Regions from separate parts of the Gossypium hirsutum genome. Here region 2 is linked to region 1. Evidence: chromatin contacts called from public Hi-C data. All regions are on one chromosome and are shown on one strand. The core of a region is the stretch at or near the end of the contact, and the rest is flanking DNA. Distances in the headings are between cores, read along the strand shown. Region 1 has its middle 58 kb from the start of LOC107896923. Region 2 holds the start of LOC107896922 (protein SHORT-ROOT).

The links. A called contact is a pair of places that touch in the nucleus more often than the background predicts.
Region 2: a Hi-C map of hypocotyl shows a contact between it and region 1, with 2.1 times the contacts expected there. The contact joins the promoter of LOC107896922 here to the enhancer-like site in region 1. A contact is called at or near these places in 2 of 34 Hi-C or Micro-C datasets (callus and hypocotyl).

The regions. Positions count from the first base shown.
Region 1 is chrA10:79,645,449-79,648,691 of Gossypium_hirsutum_v2.1, reverse strand. No RefSeq gene overlaps it. Among protein-coding and RNA genes, the nearest start is that of LOC107896923, 58 kb to the right of the region's middle. Within about 2 kb of position 1,356, at least 2 of the 9 cell types and tissues checked have an H3K27ac peak or open chromatin away from gene starts, as enhancers often do. A contact at or near this core is called in hypocotyl, where this site is marked.
Region 2 is chrA10:79,828,234-79,831,377 of Gossypium_hirsutum_v2.1, reverse strand. LOC107896922 (protein SHORT-ROOT) reads right to left here and starts at 1,517. Exons shown (of 1, transcript XM_016822234.2): 1 at 1-1,517. The coding sequence starts at 1,381.

The DNA.
Region 1 (3,243 bases), core at 107-2,606:
ATGGGATTATTTGGCATGAATTAAGTATATTTACATGAATTAAACGAGTCAAACTTCATATCTAGATGGATAACTTGCTTACCGATATATGCTATGTTTTTTTGTCACCTGTTGTATCATAGAATTCCTATGCATCAAGGAGATGCATATGTATTGAATCAATATTACGTCATCATGTTATTAACAAATAGGGGTGGAATAAAACATTTATTCTCATAACAAATTTAAAAAAATATGTCAATGGAATCCACTATTTCTCAATAGGAACTGCATAACTCTAAAAGAAAGCTAACAAACAACATATTTTCTTTTGCTAATACCAACAAAGAGATGCTGATAAATGCTATAGTACTTGATGTAGACTATGATTATTGGCACTATAATAATCTGATTATAAGTTCACCTAAATTAGCTACATATGTGTGTGTCAACTATACTATAAATAATTTATTTACATGAAATTTTTTTATTAGTTTTTCTATATATACCATCATGGTAGCCGGTATCAAGGAAAAAAGAAAAAAAAAGAATTATATTAGAAGGGTATGTTTCCCTTTGGTGTTTCCGCTAGTTAGTTTCATACTAGACGATACTTATATGGATACTAAATAATTTAAATTTTATTCTAACCAAAGTTTGGTGTATTTCAATTGTTTCCATGAATTTTAGTTTATTTTGGTCAATACCATGCATATAAGTTCCTACTATTGGTATAAGAATCTAATATTTTTTATCTTAACTATTTGTAATTTTTTTTTATAATTACAATAAAAAATAAACATAATCATTTAATTAAATTATTAAACTTAAATAATAATTATAAAATTTATATATAAATAGATGTGTAATTGAAATACATTTACATGTATATATAAATATTATATAGATGAAAAATACTTTGAAAAATACTGATAAATCCAAAGCAATTATTTTTAAAAATATTGATAAACCCAAAGCAATATATCAAAATACATTGTACTAATAAATAATAATAATAATAATACCGTTTAAAGGAAACATTAATCTACTATATACAGATCCTGCCTGGAAATAATTTACCAACTGATTGATGGTTCATTTGAAAGTGTGATAAAAGTCGTCGGATTCAACCATAATTGCAATTTGTGAATAGACCTTTAAAACATTAATGTAATCACTTTGCCTTTCCCTTTCTAATAACATCTCCAACATATCTATATGTCTTTTGTTATGTTCTGTTTCAAGGGGTTTTTTTTATATTTTATTTTTAATCAAGTCTTTCTCATTATCTGATTAAATTCTTGGCTTATCTCCAAATTTGCATATGCAATCACTCATTTGTGCAAGTGGCACCTTATTGCACAACTCATGATAGGTATTAAATTACCATTTCAGACAACTTATGTTTATCGCTTGTCTAATATTCCGTGTTCACACGTAAAGGGAAATATTGTTATTCATGAATTTTCTTTAATTGGTATTAATGTCTTATCGTTACTTTATTAATTTCTTAATTATATGTGAAATAATATTATTTTAATTATTGAATATAATTAAGAGGGAAATATCAATTTATATCGATGTAAAATTAATGTAAAACTAAAGTAATTTTACATTTTTTCGTATTTCTTTGTTCGATTAATATTTTAATAATTCAATTATTGAATTTATCGATATAATTGTACTTGTCATGCATGTAAAATTTTAAATCAATCATATATTTCTATCATATTGATTTAAAATACTGTATATATTAATATTTATTGAACAGTCGGGTTTTTTACATAAAATAAATAGTTAGAAATTTTTAATTTACATTAAAATTGACATGCTTTATCTATATTAATGAAATATACAAAATAACGGTTGAATCGTTAAAATATTAATCATACCAAAAAATATGAAGATGTGTTAAACTACCTTAATACTAATGTAAATGAATCCTTCCCTAATTAAAATATATTAATTGGTTTGATCATTAAATAGGAAAACCATAAAATTCTATGAAAAAATTTATAAAACTCCCAACATTTTTAGAGATTTTTAGCTATTAATTAAATGGAAATACTTAAATCTTGAATGCTAACGTCTTAGTTTTAAACAGTAAAAAAAAAACAAGCATCAGCTGGTCAATAGACTCAATTCATTGTTGATTAAAATAAAAATTATAATTATAAAAGTGATAAATTTTATAAAAAACAAAAATATATATTTAAAATGATGAAATTAGTATTATGATGAACAACAAATGGTTCATTATTGGTTAAATCAAAAAGAATTTTCGTGTTTTTATATATTATAGATATAGATGGACGAAGGGTTGAGTAGTTCAAGGTTAAAGTCGAGTTAATGTAAAATAAATATTTAAATATAAGTCATTTACCATTTCACTTGTGGCTTAATTGATAATATTAGTCACAAAATATTAGTATAAAATTATAAAAATATTTTTTTATATATATTTTATTAATTTTATGAACAATGAATTAAGTCCATCAACAAATTTGAGTGTAACTCGAAATTGATTAAAAAAATTAAAACATTTTCACATTATAGTTACAATTAAATATATTCATGAGTCAATTGACCTACCTGACTAAAGCTGAGTTTGAAATTTTTTTTATTTGTCCTTAGGCTAAACTAACTTGATCCAAATTTAAATTATTTTTCCAACAATTTAAAGTAATAAAATTTTAAAATATTTGAATATATTTAAATATAAAATATATAAATATTAATATAAAAGTATACTTTTAATAGTTTTTTAGACAATGAAATGAATTATAATTTAAATATATCATATTGAACTTGAATCAAACCTTTAACAATAAATCCAACCACAATCTAATTTGACTCGAAACAAACAAAGTACCCTTATGTTATTACTCAATTTAACCTATAAATATGTCTCCTTATAAGTGATTGAAAATTACAATCATTTACTCCAAAATAATGTTCTATTCATACTACTAACAAAGTTTAGTTTAAGATAGAGAGCAACAAGTTTGTAATTGTTTGATTATAATAAATAATCAGATTAATTAGTAATATTGTTTAATTATACTTAGTTATCAATTTTTATGTACTTATATGAAAAATTATTATAAAAGTATGGATTTGGAATAAACCAAAAATTAAATGGAATCAAATTGAAGCTTATTCCTTGGCCAATGATTAGACAAAAAGACAATGTTGGAAAAAAAATTGTTCAATCATCGGAGACCTGTCTTTGCCTCAACATCTTATGTTCATTAATTACATTTA
Region 2 (3,144 bases), core at 268-2,767, 180 kb before region 1:
AGTAAAGTCCTGTTTCATTTTGATATGGTTGTGCGAGTGCCCATCCGGGCTTGTACCTTTTTAGCAATGCCTTGACGTCGTCGACAACATCGTCGCTAAATCCGACCGATGAGAAAGCTTCCTTGAGTCTTTCGGACCATTGGCTTCCTCTTTCTCTTCTCTCACGCTCTCCTTCACTGTCTTGGTCATCGTCACAAGCTAAAACCCTAACTATGCCCCTTGAGCACTCCCTCTCCAGCATAAGCTTCTCATTGCTGGTTGGGGTGAAGCTTTCTTCAAGCATTTCAAAGTAGACCGTGTAAAATCTCAGGCATTCTTCAAAGCACTTGACGAAGTCGTATCGAGTGCTTGAAAAGTCAGCTTCTTCCTCAACGACGGTTACGACTTTAGGCCCCAGCGACCGGAACATCCCGATCACTGCAGCTCTTCCCTCGACGGGGACTCTTCGCAAGGCTCCCATACAATTCACCGCGACAGCTTCCTCTTCAACAACACCGAGTACCTCTTTTGTGAGTTGGCCCAAATGGTTTAGCCCACTTACTACATTAAACTCAAAGGGTACACCCATTAACCTCGCAAACTTCTCCATTCGCTGGCTTATTTCTTTCATCACCGATCTTACAATATTAGCAGTGACCACAACAGTGAGCTTTAAGTGTGGGGTGTCATCGTTTCGAGTGGCCAAGGCTTCGAGCAAAGTAGGCCATTGAGTGCAAAGGGTATTGCTTATATCGATGATGTGAAGTTTGGGCTCACCATCTAAGACTTCGAGAATTGCACCATTGGCGGCTACGTGACCGAAAGTTGTCCATGGACTGACCTCTTGGAACTTAAGGATTAACTTCCGAGCTGAATCAAAGCAGTGGCTCTTTTCTGCGACTAAAGTTAGGGTTTTAAAGCATCGTTGTCCTGACTCAGTGGCCTTACAAAACAGTGCCTGCAAGAAATACGATGCTAGTTTCTGATCACAGTCTCCATAAGGGGAAGCCAGTTCGTTTAGCATCCAAAGAAGGTGATGGATTTTGCTAGAATCCTTGTCGGAGATGGCTCTAGCACATTCCTTTAGAAGCCTTGATGCCCATTTGTTGCCCACCGCACTAGGCTCCCTGTCACCGCCGGCCGAGTAGTCCGATGAACGGCTGGTCGACGTGTGGCTAGTTTGAGGCTGATGATGATGGTTGTTGTTGTTATTGCTGCTGCTGCTGTTGTTGTACATGTCTACCGCTACAGATGACCATTGCTCCAGCTGATCGACCGGTTGAAGTGGAAGGATAGAGTGGTGGCTCTGCCGTTTCGAGTGAAAAGAGTTCTTATGATGTCCTCCATGGCTTGGGGAGGCCCCCTTTGACTCTTTAGAAATCTTTGCAGAACTCAATTTCATTTGAGTTCAGAAATGGCCAAGTACAAAGCTTTGAATTCTGAAATATTGCCCATACTATTATATTTAGGGTCATTGTCGTACTATGCAATATATCTACCATATGTATTTGGCTTTGAGTATCATATATAAATAATATTACAATAAACATATTAGTAAGGTATATATAAATATAAAATGTTGGAGTTATGCTATAGTGATAAGCAACTATATGGTTTTTCTATGCAATTTCTAATTATAAATTATAATGAATCCTATATATATTTAATTCACATTTTGTAATATAATTATGACGTCAAATATTCTTGTATGGCTTCATAAAAAACATATACTTTCTTGTATGCCTTTTAGTGTTTGTTTCTTATTGTTTGAAAAAACTATGCATTGGCATGATTTAGAGACCTGCAAAGAATTGATGACGTAGCACCTTTTTAACCACCAAGGCATTTTAAACAAGAACTTTCTATTTTTTTTCAACGGAATATTTCATCGAAAAAAGTAAGTTTTTTCTTTATAATAATTTTCTCCTTTGATAAGGATTTTCGGTGACAAATTCATCAAATAATTTGAGTTTTTCTTAAAAAAAAAAAAGCTAAAGCCCATAAAAAGTATCTACTTTCACACCATTGGAGCTCCTACACTTTCTAGATGATATACCCAAACATTTTTCATGGTTTTAATTTCTTCTGTTGAGGCAAGATGTAATTGCAGGTTGCCACTGAGACAATTAAATTATTTGCTTTATTTGATTTTGTAATTTAATGGGGAATTTTTAGACCTCTAAATGAGTTGTTATTTTGAAGGTTCTATTTCTATCCGTAAAAATCAATCTTTGGATTTTGAAGATTGAACTGAATTCAAGTGAATCAATTCAACCCTTAGAGTGTGGAGATTTGATCGAGATTGTATTGTTGATTTAGGAGAACATATCTTCGATTGATAATGCTTTGAATGTTTTATGTTTTAATTGCTATTTTCAAAGAGTTACTTCGTATTTACTTAGATTCTATGTTCGCAAGCTGAAATTGATATATAGTTTGAGGCTTGTTTAGGTTATGCATGAGAGCTTATTAGAGCACTTCAATTTGTTCATTGAGGAATTGTTTTGTTAGTAAGTGCAAACTGTATTGTAAAATTTGAGTGTTTACTACCTAAGTTTTTAGGGGGAGGTGTAACACCCCTAACCCGTATCCATCACCGGATTAGGATTACGGAACATTACTATACAATCGGAAACATTTTAACAATATTTCATTCACTAACATAAACATGTCATATATCAATCATACATGCACATTCCATCACTAAATCGAGCCCTCGAGGCCCTAGAAATACCCTAGAAACGATTCGAGAATAAACTGAAAACATTAAGAAAGTTTAAGAAAAAGTTACAAAAATTTGAATACAGAGGTCACACGGCCATGTGCCTCACACGGCTGAGACACGCCCGTGTCTCAGGCTATATGACTGTCGAACTAGGAACACACAGTCGTGTCCTAGTCCGTGTTGTAACATCCCATACCCGTATCCTATACCGTGACGGAATACGAGGCATTACCTCATTTAAACTCGTGCTTACAACCATTTCCGAGTCTCCAAGACCTGAAAAAATTTAAAACTTTCTCAAACTTATCAACATGTCCTTAATATGGGCCTTCGAGGCCCAAAACACACATTGTAAATCACTTGGAACCAACTAGGGTTCTTTTGCCAACTATAGAAAAATGTCATCTGACATAGGGGCACACGCCCGTGTGAAAGGGCAA